2 separate regions of the Arachis hypogaea genome follow, and region 1 is linked to region 2. A link is a contact called in public Hi-C data. All regions are on one chromosome and are shown on one strand. Each heading gives the region's core, a stretch centred on a gene start, on an enhancer-like site or on the middle of the called end of the contact. The rest is flanking DNA. Distances are from core to core; before and after follow the strand shown. Region 1 holds the start of LOC112715325 (pentatricopeptide repeat-containing protein At4g33990). Region 2 has its middle 51 kb from the start of LOC112715324.

What was found. Hi-C and Micro-C count contacts between places; a contact is called where the count stands out from the background.
Region 1: a Hi-C map of an unstated tissue shows a contact between it and region 2, with 5 times the contacts expected there. The contact joins the promoter of LOC112715325 here to the enhancer-like site in region 2. A contact is called at or near these places in 2 of 8 Hi-C or Micro-C datasets (leaf and an unstated tissue).

The regions. Positions count from the first base shown.
Region 1 is chr10:19,182,075-19,189,010 of arahy.Tifrunner.gnm2.J5K5, reverse strand. It overlaps LOC112715325 (pentatricopeptide repeat-containing protein At4g33990), which reads right to left and starts at 3,293. Exons shown (of 6, transcript XM_029289613.2): 1 at 2,751-3,293; 2 at 826-1,475.
Region 2 is chr10:18,970,894-18,977,404 of arahy.Tifrunner.gnm2.J5K5, reverse strand. No RefSeq gene overlaps it. Among protein-coding and RNA genes, the nearest start is that of LOC112715324, 51 kb to the right of the region's middle. Within about 2 kb of position 4,719, at least 1 of the 3 cell types and tissues checked has open chromatin away from gene starts, as enhancers often do.

The DNA.
Region 1 (6,936 bases), core at 2,044-4,543, 210 kb before region 2:
CAGATTAATATACAATAAAGAACAATCACATAACCTTGGTCACAAGAATACTAGCATCAAAAACAAAGTTCTGAAAACCGAATCGGTCATCGAACTGTTATAGTTATTGGTTCACTACTTTACTGGTCCAACCGGAAAAACCGTTTTATAATAAAATAATAAATAAAATATAAATAAGCATACTAAAACATAACTATAGTCTAATATAAATCTTAAAATGTCATTCAAATTTAAAACACTATATCAACTAAAGTCTTATGATCTTATCAAAATACAAATTCAAAAGTCAAATAACAAAAAAAACGATATCTAAAGATTAACAAGTTAACAAGGTTTCAGCATAAACTTTTTCTAAGATTAACAATGAACAGTAACAATGAGCATAATTTCAGCATAATTTTCAGCATAATTTTAAAAAAGGTTAATAAACTTTTTCAAATATTAACTATGAGTAGTGGCAATGAGCATAATTTCAGCTAAATTATTTTTTGCACAGCATAAAACAAAAAAGATTAACAATGGGCAGTATCAATGAGCATAATTTTAACAAAGGCTAATAAACTTTTTCTAATACTAACCATGAGTAGTAGCAATGAGCATAATTTCAGCTAAATTATTTTCAGCACAGCACAAAAAAAAGCAACAAAACAGAGTACAACACAGCACAGTAGTATCCATGAGCTGAGCTAATCATTCAACAATTCAATCTGAACGGCACAACAGTAGTAAAATCCTAAATCGAAGAAAAAAGAACCAAGAACAAAAAATTCAAAAAAAAAAAAAAACAAAGAAACCAATCTGAGTAGCACTAGCAGAATCGTAAACCTTAGTTCTGACTTCTGAGCAGTCTGAGCAGAGGGGCAGAAGCACGCCGGAGACGAAGGCTAGGCAACGAGCACGACGATGGTGGGTTGGAAGAAGCTGCGGCTAACAAACGAAGAGCAGACTCCAACACGCCGAGCTCAAGGAAGAAGCTGCGATTGGTGGGTTAGAAACTTCAAGCACCACGACCAGACGAAGACGGTGATGCTTGAGCGCGACGGACGGTGGCAGGAGCGCAATAGAGCGGACGAAGACCAGGGACTGACACCGAGCTCAGGAAGGAGGTGCGATTGTTGAACGAGGAAAAAGGGCGGACGACCAGACAACGACGGTGGTGCTTGAGCATGACGGACGGCGGCAGTCCTTGTGGCGGTGGTGGAGAAGCTAGGGTTTCGGTGGCAACACTCTTAAGTCTGAACTGAAGAGAAGGAGAAGATAAGGTAGCTGGGTAGGGTTTCACATTTTTCTTCCCCCATTAAACTTCAACAAGGCGCCATTTCCTTCAAACCGGCGGGTTCCCTGTCCGGTCCAACCAGCTGGTTCTAGGTCGATTTAGCAGCTCTCCACCAATTTTTTATCACTGTTTTACATGGCTGGCCGGACCATTAATGCTGCCAATTCACGGTTGGACCAGTCCGACCGGCCTATCCTGTCTAGTTTTCATAACATTGATCAAAACTATGGTTGCGAAAACTGAACCGGTCAATAAACCAGTAGAGTGACTGGTTCAATAATTTAGTGGTTCAACCGAAATTCAACCAGAATTCAACCAGTTTAATTAAATATAAAATAAAATTATTGAAAATTTTATATAATTTCAAATATTTAAATTCAATGAATTGTAAGCTAATAAAATTCAAAGTTTCACATAATTATTTATAATTTACCATTAAAAGTTTACAAACAACTTCAAACATCAAAGTTTATAATTAAAAAAATCAAAATGCACATATATGCTCCTCATCACAAATCATAATCATCACAAAGTAAACTAAAGCAAGTGATCAATATTAGCTAAGAGCAATTATTTGGTATTCTTCAGACTAATTAAGGCATTCCCGTATAAAGTACACTATTAAGGAAACTAACATTAAGTCATATATGCTACTAAACAAACTTAACACAGGTTCATATAACTTAGATTGCCACATCCCCAAGAAAACAACACAGTAAAATTTCAGGGCTTTCAACAATTTTCTGGTCAGCTTTAGATGAGGCTATGTAATTTGCAACATTGGCAGAGCAAACAAGCTTATCAGTTTTCTCATCCGGGATTTCAACTGAAAATTCTTTTTTCAACATCAATCAGAGCCGAATCCAATTGAAGAGCACAAGTATCTCAATTACATATTGACACACTCATTCCCAGCAAAGCACCATCAACAAGTCAGAATCAGAAAAATCAGTAACCAACGACTCAGAAATCAGAATCAATATAACAAAACTTAACAATGCAGTGAAGCACATAAAGGATAACACTTATCCGCCACCAGAAGAAACAACAATAAAAACAAGTTTTTAAGTTTAACTAATTTTGCTCACGAACAAGCCAACAACTAATAAATTAACTCAGAATTAGAACAATAGCACAAAAATAACTCAGAAAATTACCAATAATCAACGATAATTAACCCAGAAGTCAGGACAAAATAACAACAACCCAGCCCTGTTAATAACAATGAACAAGGAAGAAAAATAACTCAGAAAACAACAAGTAACCCAGGAAAACAACAATCAACAATCAACATAATTAAATCCAGAAAAATAGCAATTAACTCCCAAAAATGAAACTGAATAAGCAGTGGAGGGATGGAGGCTTACAAACTCAGAAATTCAGTAACTCAAAATAAGCAGAAATTAACCAGAAATCAGAAAACCAAACAAAAGTACAAAAACAAGCAAAAATAAATTGAATCAGCAGTGCTTACGGGCGGCCAAGGAGGAAGGCAAGTGACGGCCACGGAGGAATGGGAAGTGACGGCAACTGACGAGGGAAGTGAGCTCGGACAGAGAGTAACAGACAGCTCGAAGAGGGATGCTGGCCTCGGACAGAGAGAGAGCTCGAAGAGACGACGACCGACCGATCAACCTTTGGTACGGCGACGCCACCGGATCAACGCGTCCTTCGTGCGACGGCAACGAGAAGAGGAGCGATGAGAACTAAGAAGAGTTCGGCGATCCGATGAGAAGAGTTCTGCGACAACAAGAGTGTGACGGCACCCACGTTTTGTCCCCACCGGCGGGGAGCACCCTGTACCAGAGGAGAAGAATTTGGCGATGAGGGACGGTGATGGTGGCTGGCTGGGCTTAGGGTTAGGTTTCAGAGAGTGAGAGAAAGGAAGTGGGGTATTTCTTCGTTCTTCTTCCTTCTGATTGCAACACAGCGTCGTTTTTCATTGATGCACCGAAGCGGAAACCACGAAAAAATCCGGCTGGTTCTGACGGTTCACTGATTAACCATGATTTACCCAGTTTCAATTTTTTGCAGTTTTATACTTTAATTGAACCGGCTAAGTGACCGGTTAACTCGGTCAAATTAGTCAATTCGGTTCAATTTTTAAAACATTAATCAAAAGTTAAATACTTAAATAGTCAAAAATCCAATTGATAGAAATTACCAATTACAAATAAGGGTGTTCGAAGTGTGGTTTGGATCGATTTTGAATCAAAAATTTATCCAATCCGATCCAATTTCAAATTATTTGAATTGGATTGGATTTGTGATTTTGTAAATTAAAAAAGTTAAATACATATAACAAGTCTCAATATTATATTTTAAATAATTAACAATGACATAACAAGTTTTAATAATATTTTAAAAAGTCACCGATAACATAACAATAGAAATAAAATTATAAGTTAGTTAAAAAAATAAATAAATCACATTTTGAACATAAAAGATTTATTAAATAATAATAATATATGAATAATATAAAAATGTATAACAAATTAAACATGTTATAAGTATAATTGTAAATATAATAATAAAATAATAATATTATAGTTCATTGTGCGATTGGATTGATTTGGATCAGTTATAAAAAGAAGATCTGAAATCCAATCCGATCCAACTGTTTGCAAAAAATAGAATCCAATCAAATCCGAATTAGTGCGGTTTTAATTGGTTTTCAGTTTGAATTGGATTGGATGAGCGGTTTAATTTAAATTAGTTTAGATTTGAACACCCTTAATTACATATTAATATACAATTCAAGAAGATTAAATGATTAATATACAATAAAGCTCACATAAAAGAGAAAGCAATCAGATTCATATACAATAACAAAAAAAATAAATAAATACCCAACACCGTTTTTGTCCATTTTTATAAAGGACAAGGCGCTCTTTCCAAAAAAAATGAGCACTTCAATCTTCAATCTTTTTATTTTAAGATAATACGATTTTTCTATTAAAAAATTTATTAAGTAATAATAAAAATTAGTAATATTAAAATAATACTTTTTAAAAATATTTATATTAATAGAGTATTTTCATTTTAAAAATATTTAGTTTTAAAATTCATGGAGTTTTAAAACTCCAATCAATAGTATTGTAACATCACCAAATTTTGTAGAAAATAATAAGGATAACTAAAACTAATAAATATATCATATATGTGTTTTTCTGTAAATTTAATTAATGGTGGATAACTAAAACGTGGGAGTAATAAATTTATTCTTTTTTTATTAATAAGAATAATTTCAATAGAGTGCTTTTGGAATATCATTTTTTATAGAGTTAAGTACGATTTTGGTCCTTAAAGTAGGAGTTGAGAATTATTTTCGTTCTCAACTTTTTTTTACTTGCAAAATCGTCCCTAAAGTTTAACTTAATTTTAAAATTGTCCTTCGGATCAAAATACCCCTCTCCTTCTTCCCCAAAATCTTCATTTTCTATTCTGCTTTTTCTTCTTCTCCATCACAGCATCATCTCTTCTTCTTTTTTCTTCTTTTTCATCAAAGTATCAACAATAACAACAATAAAACAATGTAATAAAAATAAAAAAAAAAACAACCAGAAACAGAAGCAGAAACAATAGAATTAGAAGCAAAACTAGAACCAGAAGCACAAGCAACTTGAAGCAGAAACAAAACCAAAACTAAAAGCACAAGCAACTAGAAACAGATGCAGAGCATCCAAAATCAGAATGAAATTAGAATAAAAAACAATAATATAATCAAAATAAAAAACAATATAATTAACAAATCAACAAATCCACAAATCAAACAAATTCAACAATATAATTAACAGAAAAGGCAAGGAGCAGAAACGGCCAAGGAGAAGAAACGGCCGGTGAGGAGCAGCGACGACTGGTGACCGAGCGAGGAGGAAGAGCAGAAACGGTGAGTGGTGCAAAACGTCCACACTCGCGGATCTGCTGGCATCGACGTTGAGCGAGGAAGAGGAGCAGCGGCGAGATCTGGCGGCGATATCCAGCGGCAAGGACCGAACGACGAGGAGCAGCGGCGGCGACGAGGAGCAGCGGTGGCGAATTCTCTTCCCCATCCCTTTCCCCTCTTCTTCCTTGAAACCCTCCCCCCAAAGCGTGATCCCCTTTAACTGTTTTTTAATATATTTTTTAGTTAAGGGTAGTTTGGTAATAAAAATTAAAATTTTGGTAGAACGATTTAAAACTAAGTTAAATTTTAGAGATAATTTTATAAGTAAAAAAAGTTTAGGGACAAAAAAATTTTCAACCCCTACCTTAAGGACTAAAATCGTACTTAACCTTTTTTATACTGACAAGAAGTAAATTAATTTTGAATTGATTTATATTAGAATTAATAGATGAAATAATAAAATCAGTCTTATATTAGAGAAATAGTATTATTTTGATAGATAACTATTAAAATCTTGCCACTTATATAATTATCTTAATGATGGAATAATTAAATAATACATTAGTCTTAAATAACTATTTATGACATATAATCCCACAAATATCGACATAATATTTTTTAAAATTTAAAATGAAATTGAAATGAAAACTAGTATTAAAGTTGTTTTAAGTTTTCGGTTAAAAAAAAAAGTTAGCCATGCCATGAGTAACAAAAAGAAAAAAATTACAAACTCTTTGGTAATCACGTAGAAAATTAAACATTTTATGTTATCCAAAAGGGGTAGTTTTTTCCATACAAATACAATAATAATCTTCAATTTATTTTATTTTTATTTTATAAGGATTTTTTCCCATACAAATACAATAATAATCTTCAATTTATTTATTTCTTATTCATAGGGATTTGTCCACCCATACAATAATAACCCCCTTGATCATATGAAAATGATTTATTTCTTTAACTATGGATGATAGCAACAAACACAAGTGTCTCTGCCAATGCAACGAGGTTGTTCAGTTTGTGTAGGATGTTCAATTTTGCATCTTTTCTGGCACACTTCATTTTTGCAAACCAGATTCGGATAATTGGAGGTTCCTCCGGGTTACATGCTCCTGAGAGTCCTGATAATAAGTTTGTCCCTGTCGTCATGCCTAAACAAAAAATTAAATCAAATTAAATACCATAATCTTCAAAATGGCCTAGGTAGATTTTGATGTATGTAGCGCAATTAAGGTCTAAAATATGTTAGTTGTACATAAATTACTGCAAGAACTTTAATATGATTTACAAACATAATAATATAAGTGTGAATTATAATATCTACGTTGCAAGTTGTTAATTCATAGTTCAGAGTACAAAAAAAAAAAAAAAAGCAAAGAGCAACAATAATATGGAAGAGAAGAGAAGAAACTTACTGGTTGTGTTAAAGGGGAGAAGAACTTCATCATTAAAATTAAAATGCTAATTTAACTTTTACTGACTGGTTGTGTTACACCAACACCGGAAACTTTTTGTTTAGCCACTATATATTTCCGGAAGTCCTACATGATTTCATAGTAAAATATTACTCCACTAACGTGAAAATTGAGGGTCTAAATTAATTATTATGTACTATATATTTTTAATAAAATAATTAAATCTAAAATAATCAAATTTGATATCATAAAATAATCAAACATATTATAACATAATTTTTTTTTATAAAAGCACCAACTAGTTAAGCACTTTTTAAACTAAGTCCAATTAAATGCACGTTTTTTTTTCTTCGAATTTT
Region 2 (6,511 bases), core at 3,470-5,969:
TCATAAATATAGATTTACCATTAATTTATCTTTTATTTCCCAATCTTTTTAAATTTGATCATAATTTTCGATATTTTTATTAGTCTTGAGATCAACTAAGACGAAATTGATTCTAAAAAATTCAATACTTTCATAATCTTATTTTGCCACCATTCAAAATTAGTTCATCAAAACGATAAATTTTTAAAGCATCAAAAATAATCTTTATAGACAAAATGATATTTTTAAAATTTTTATAAAAATAAATTTCAAAAATAATATTTTAGCTACTTAATACGAATCATAATAGACACTATCCTTAAAAAGATTTATTTTGTGTCCTACGATAAATTTTTAAAGCATCAACAATAATCTTTATAGACAAAATGATATTTTTAAGATTGTTATAAAAATAGATTTCAAAAATAATATTTTAGCTACTTTAAATACGAATCATAATAGACACTATCCTTAAAAAGATTTATTTTGCGTCTTATTCTTGAGTGGAATTGTTGCAAAAGTCCAATCCATATGTCAGAGTTCCTTAGCACCTTTGATTTCTTTTGACATATTCTTCCTTGGATTAATATATAAAGTCTTTAAGATTTTAAAGTTTCCTTCTATGTGAAACTAAGTTTAAAACATAATAATAATAATAATAATAATAATAATAATAATAATAATAATAATAATAATAATAATAATAATAATAATAATAATAATAATAATAATGTGTTGCAATTCTTGTATTGTGTATTATTAGACTATATGTATAATGTAGTTAATTGATGCACTTAAAAATGGATTACTCTTAAAAAGAATAAAGAAGAAAGAGTGAAAGTGGAAAATCATAAATAAATAAGACTAAAATTATTTTTTGGTTTATATAATGTCCAACAACATAATTTTTTTTACAAAAAAAATAAAATTACTGAACCAAAAGTTCCTACATCGCTGAAAAAATATATAAAAAGGACATAAATGAACAAAAAGTTGGTATAAGGTTTGAATTTAGTGTACAAAGGCAATACCTAACTAGTGATGATCTTATGGCAACTTCAATCTCTATAATCTATGCTATGCTAAACTGTCAAACTTTGTTAGCTAATAATTTATGACAAAATAAAAAGTTGCACTTTTTTTAATCTTTTTCTTCTTAAACTTGAGAGTTTTAGATTTACTTCATCCCTTCATATTTGAGTGTAGGAAGCTTCTAGCATGAGGAAAGTATTTTAAGGTCCTTAATGGACCAGGATAAATTAAAAATATGTAAAAAATATGGGGTCACTTTGAAATATGATAAATAAATAATTAATCTTTATATGGCTATCACACTCATATGATCATCACGTGTGTTATAGAAAATTCAAAACCCATATTCTCTACACGTTTTAACATCACTAATAAAAGAAATACTGCAAATTTAAATTACTTGCTCATTTCTAAAAATAATTTCATTAAAAGATCTAAAACATTTTTGTTAAAAATGTGTTAGTCATAAAAAGTAACAATAATAACAGTAATAATAATAATTATAATAATATCAATTAATGTACTACATTAATATCAATAATAATAAAAGTTATTATAATTATAATAAAAAAAATTTATCTCTTTAAAATTAATGTTAAGAAAATTTTCTATTTTCTTAAAATGAATTTTATGTAAATTTTTGTCAATTTATAATAAAATTTAAATATTAATTTTTAATACAATCAAATATCTTTAAATCTAAAAGATATTTTAGAATTTTTCAAAATTAATACAAAAAAATTATTTTTATTTAAATTTTAAAAGGTTACCTTAGTCATTTAAAATGAGTATTTTAGTCTTGTTAAAATCAAATTCAAATTTTTCATTTCTAATATGATCAAACAATGTGAATTTAATCTATAATGATATTTTAATTTTTTTTAGATTAACTTTAAAATGTTATTTTGTTATTTTAAAAATTAATTATATGAATATTTTAATTGTTTCGAATGTTAAATTTACAATTTCTAATACAATTAAATAATTTTTATTCTAAAATGGTATTTTAGTTTTTTAAGGTTAATGCTAAAAAAGATTGTTTTGGTATTTTAAAATTAATTATAAAATGTTTTAATCTTTTTAATATTAAATTAAAAATTATAGTTGCTAATAAATTAAATAATATTATTTATTCATATAAAATGTGTAATAGTAATATTAAAATTATTACATAAAGAATATTTTGATATTTTAAATTTAATGCTAATTAACAAATATTTTAGTTTTTTAATATGAATTCTGTAGATATTTTAGTATTTCAAAATAGAAATTAAATTTTAAGTCGTAATACAATTAAAAAAATTTAAAAATAAAAAATTTTTTAATCTTTTAATACTGGTACGAAAATATTATTTCTTCATAATGTTAAAAAAATTCTTTTAATTTTTTTAAAAAAGATATAATTAATTTTTAATTATTTTATCAATTTGTTATTTAATCTAACAGACCCTTTCATAATTAGTACAACTTTAAAGTAGAATTTTATAAATTTACACATTTTTTGTACGGCACTAATATAGGCCGTTAAATTAGAATATTATTCCCGAGTCCTTTAAGAACTAGTTTCAAGTTTTCCCACCTTATATTATATGATTACAAATCTAAATGCATGCCCTCAACTATAGTGTTGGATGATCTGGATTCGTTTCTTTAAAATCAAGGGCATAGGCTTAGGATCATAAATATAGCCACTATTACCACCAGCTCTATATTATTCTGGTTTTCATCCTCATTGTTTAATGTTTAATATTTAATGTCAAAAGGTGGAAATAATACATGTGTTTGCGATTTTTACATCGTTTATGCATTAAGATCAATCGTCAGCTGTTTTAATAATTGATCATATTGAATCTCTTCAACGTTATTACCACGATTGCAATCTAAAGATACTGTTGTTGTTATTCAACTTTAAAGATAGTAGGATGATGAAGAATGAATTGAAGTTTAGTTTGATAGTACTCAATTTGACATTGAAGTTCTTGAATTACAGGAAATAAATAAGGGTAAAATTACAGGAAATAAATTGAAGCTCTATATTGAGTGCTATGAAGCATGAACACATTTCAGATATAAAACTTTTTGATGCTGACATGTCTGTCTTTTGTCTGTTTCACTGTGTTTTAATAAAAAACAAATTTTTTTTAAATTCATTTAAACACACCTAAATATCATCATGTGTCAACGTATTCCGTCTTCTTCTTAACATATATTTTTTAAATGAGTTTAAAAATAGTATATATTATTAAGTATTAAAACAAAAAAATATTTTAAATTTTTTATATCATAAAAAAATATTAAAAATAATTAAAAATTTTATTTATATTTTAATATCAATAAAATATCAAAATACTATTATAATTTATCTAAAAAATACTTTATATATTACATATATACCATATTCTCATGTCTTATAAGAATTTTAAATTTATGTATCCGCGTATTGCATGTAAGTGTAAGTATCCTAGCGTCATAAGTTAACCGTTTAAACTTTAATAATAGGAAGGATAAGATTAGAAGTAACTTCAAACGTTTTTAACAAAATTGAATTAAATTAAGAGCCAGCGATATTTTTAAAAAATTTTAAAAATATTAAGAGATAAAAAAAATTTTATTTTTTTTTTAATTACACTGGTGATTTTGAATCCAGCTAATGCGAAAGGAGAAAAACTAACCTAATCACCTACACTAATTGAGCTAGTTTCAATTGGCTGGCACTCTGAATGTTTATTATCATCCTCACTTAAAGTAACATTTTCTTCAATTTAGATCAGGGACGAATTTAGGACGATGGGTCCAGAATTTTCAGTAGCATCTTATACATATTTCTATTCATGTATTTTGCTAAATAGTTGTGGTAGGTTGATTGTTGCATCATGTGTTTTTTACTTAAGTGTGGCAGGTTGGTAGTTGCTTTTTTTTTTTTCTTGGAAGCGTTCATATAATATGGAAAACAAGAACTAAAATTTACTCTATTTCTTTTTGCTAAGACATTCGAAGTTCTAAAATCAAGACACGGTGAAATTTTGAGAAAAACCAGACATGCGTTCAATGGCATGCTTGAATCATGATGCATCTATTTTTTTTTTTTTGGGAATGCATCTGTGTTTATTAACCCTCCCATTATTTTCTCCGTTTTTTGGTCAAGGACTCAAGGCCTTACTTTTTTTTCATCTCTATTTAGTATATTTTTCTTTTGTTAGACCAAAAAACAATAAAGATGTGATTTAAGCAAATTATTCATATAGTATGTGAATAATTAATATACTGATTAATTTTTAGAAGACAACAACTCAAGAAATTAATCTCTAAAATCTTCTTTGATAACAAATTAGTTTTTTAAATGTCTTTGTTAATACTAAATAAATTATTAGAAACAATTCATAAAAGATCAACCCTAAAATACATTTAACTTGTAAATATCTTCTGTGAAATATATTTACTAGCATTTTATATTTCTAAAACAATTGATGGTTTATCACTTTTTTTAAGAAAAATACTAGGGGATAACAATGGAGGAAAAGATTGAAGAGTTGGCTAGCATTACCTTAAATTCCAGAAGAAAATATTGATCACCTCATATTCTTTTCTAAATATCACGTGTTAGATTTTTTAAATATCACGTGTTGGATTTTGGATCCGTGGGGAACTGACGAACTGTCCCAACAGAAAGAAAAATGTAAACCTCCAAAGTTGCAGATTAGGCTTATTCCTTAATTGTGGCCTTTTTGAATTGGGCCTAGCATATGGGTAGGCTTATGTTTTGTTCAGAGTAACATAAGAGAGTATAAAAAGAAAATTCAGATCATAAGAGAATATAAGTCTCAAATTTTAAATTTAAATAAAAATTTAATCATCACTCAATTTTTTTAAAAAATTTAAATATCCTACCCACATATATTAATACAAGTAAATAAATAAAGACAAATTAACAAAGTAAAAATTTGCCAACAAATTATAACTCAAATGGTACAATATTTTCATTCTCATCTAAATGATTCGAGTTTAAGTTTAACTTCTAATCTTAAAAAAAAAAAAGTAAAAACTCATCTTCTCCATCTTATTTATTCTTCACTCTCTTTCTTTCACAAAAACTTCATGTGCAAACACAAAAAAAAAAAAAGTCAACACCATAATATTAAAAATAGATCAAGAGACTCTAAAAAATACCAAGTCTACATAAAAATTTTATGTATTTTATTCATATTTGTACATAATATGTATATATTTATTATTATTATTATAATTATCATTATGATTATTATCCATGTGACTTTTTTTAATGAATGTGTATACATGTGATGTTATGTGTTACATGATTTCTTATATTATATTATTTTAAATGCTCTACATCATTAAATAATTAAAAAAATGATCTTTCGATAAGAAAACGTGTCCTTTATAGATAAGATAATTGAGATAATTCTTCAGTAAAAGAAGGTGGTCAACTATGAAGTATAAATATTTTGTTAAGTTGTCATGTCCGCATGTCAAATACATTTTGGATATGATACTTATTACGTTGGGTAACTGGAGATTAATGGGCTGGACTCGTTAGGTTAGCCCAATTGTCTGAGGAGGGAAGCCTTCGAGTGGGTTCACGCCTTTGGGGCCTCCGTCCGACTTGTGAGCGTGAGTGAATGGGGGTGGTACCTGCAAAGACACTCTGATGCCTAAGTCAGCAAGGGTATGAGCAGGTCTAGAGAGTATTGGGACTTAGAGATACCTGAGGGGTGTCAGTGTATTTATAGTGGTGAACCAATAACCACCATTGGAGTAGTTCCACCTTTTAAGGTGGATAACCGTCCCTTTATCTTAGGGAGGTTGCGATATGACTCCTGGAAGTGGGTTAAGAAATTTTAGGGGCAGTTATTATCTGCCAGCTAATCTTCGCTTCCGACTTCCTTAGAGCAAGTCGTGGGGAGCACCAACTTCTTAGGGGAAGGTCGGTGTACTGTGAGGCTCAACCCTGTGGGTTGGGCCTGCCGTTTGGACTTGGGCCTTAGCATTGGGACAGGGTATGAACAGTACCCCTACTCGAGCCCAATTTCTTTTAAGAGTTGGGGTCAAGTACTATAACTCGGGACCGTATCCGACCTGATAGGGAACTGACGTGATTTTTTTAGAACCGACATATTTTTTGTTTAAAAGCTTTCAACAGCCGCGTCTAATCAAACGTCGCGTCTCTTAGAGGTTTAAGCATTCATACGCGGGGGCGGTTACATTGGTAACGGTGCAACTCTTAAATAGCTTGTGCCGTTTTACCTTTATGCCCCTAACGTGTTTATAAATACTTTTCCCTCTCCTCGCTTGTTTCGTTTCTGAAAACTTTTCCACATGCACCCTTTGTTGATCGAAAGAAGAAAGCTCCTTCCTTTTCGAGTGCTTTTGCTTCCATCTTTCTGCGAGGAAAAATGTCAGTTTCTTTTCTTACTCTTTCTTTGCATGTTTTATTCTGTAGAGTGTGGATGGTAGTCTTGGTGTTTCTCTGTTTAGTTTTGAG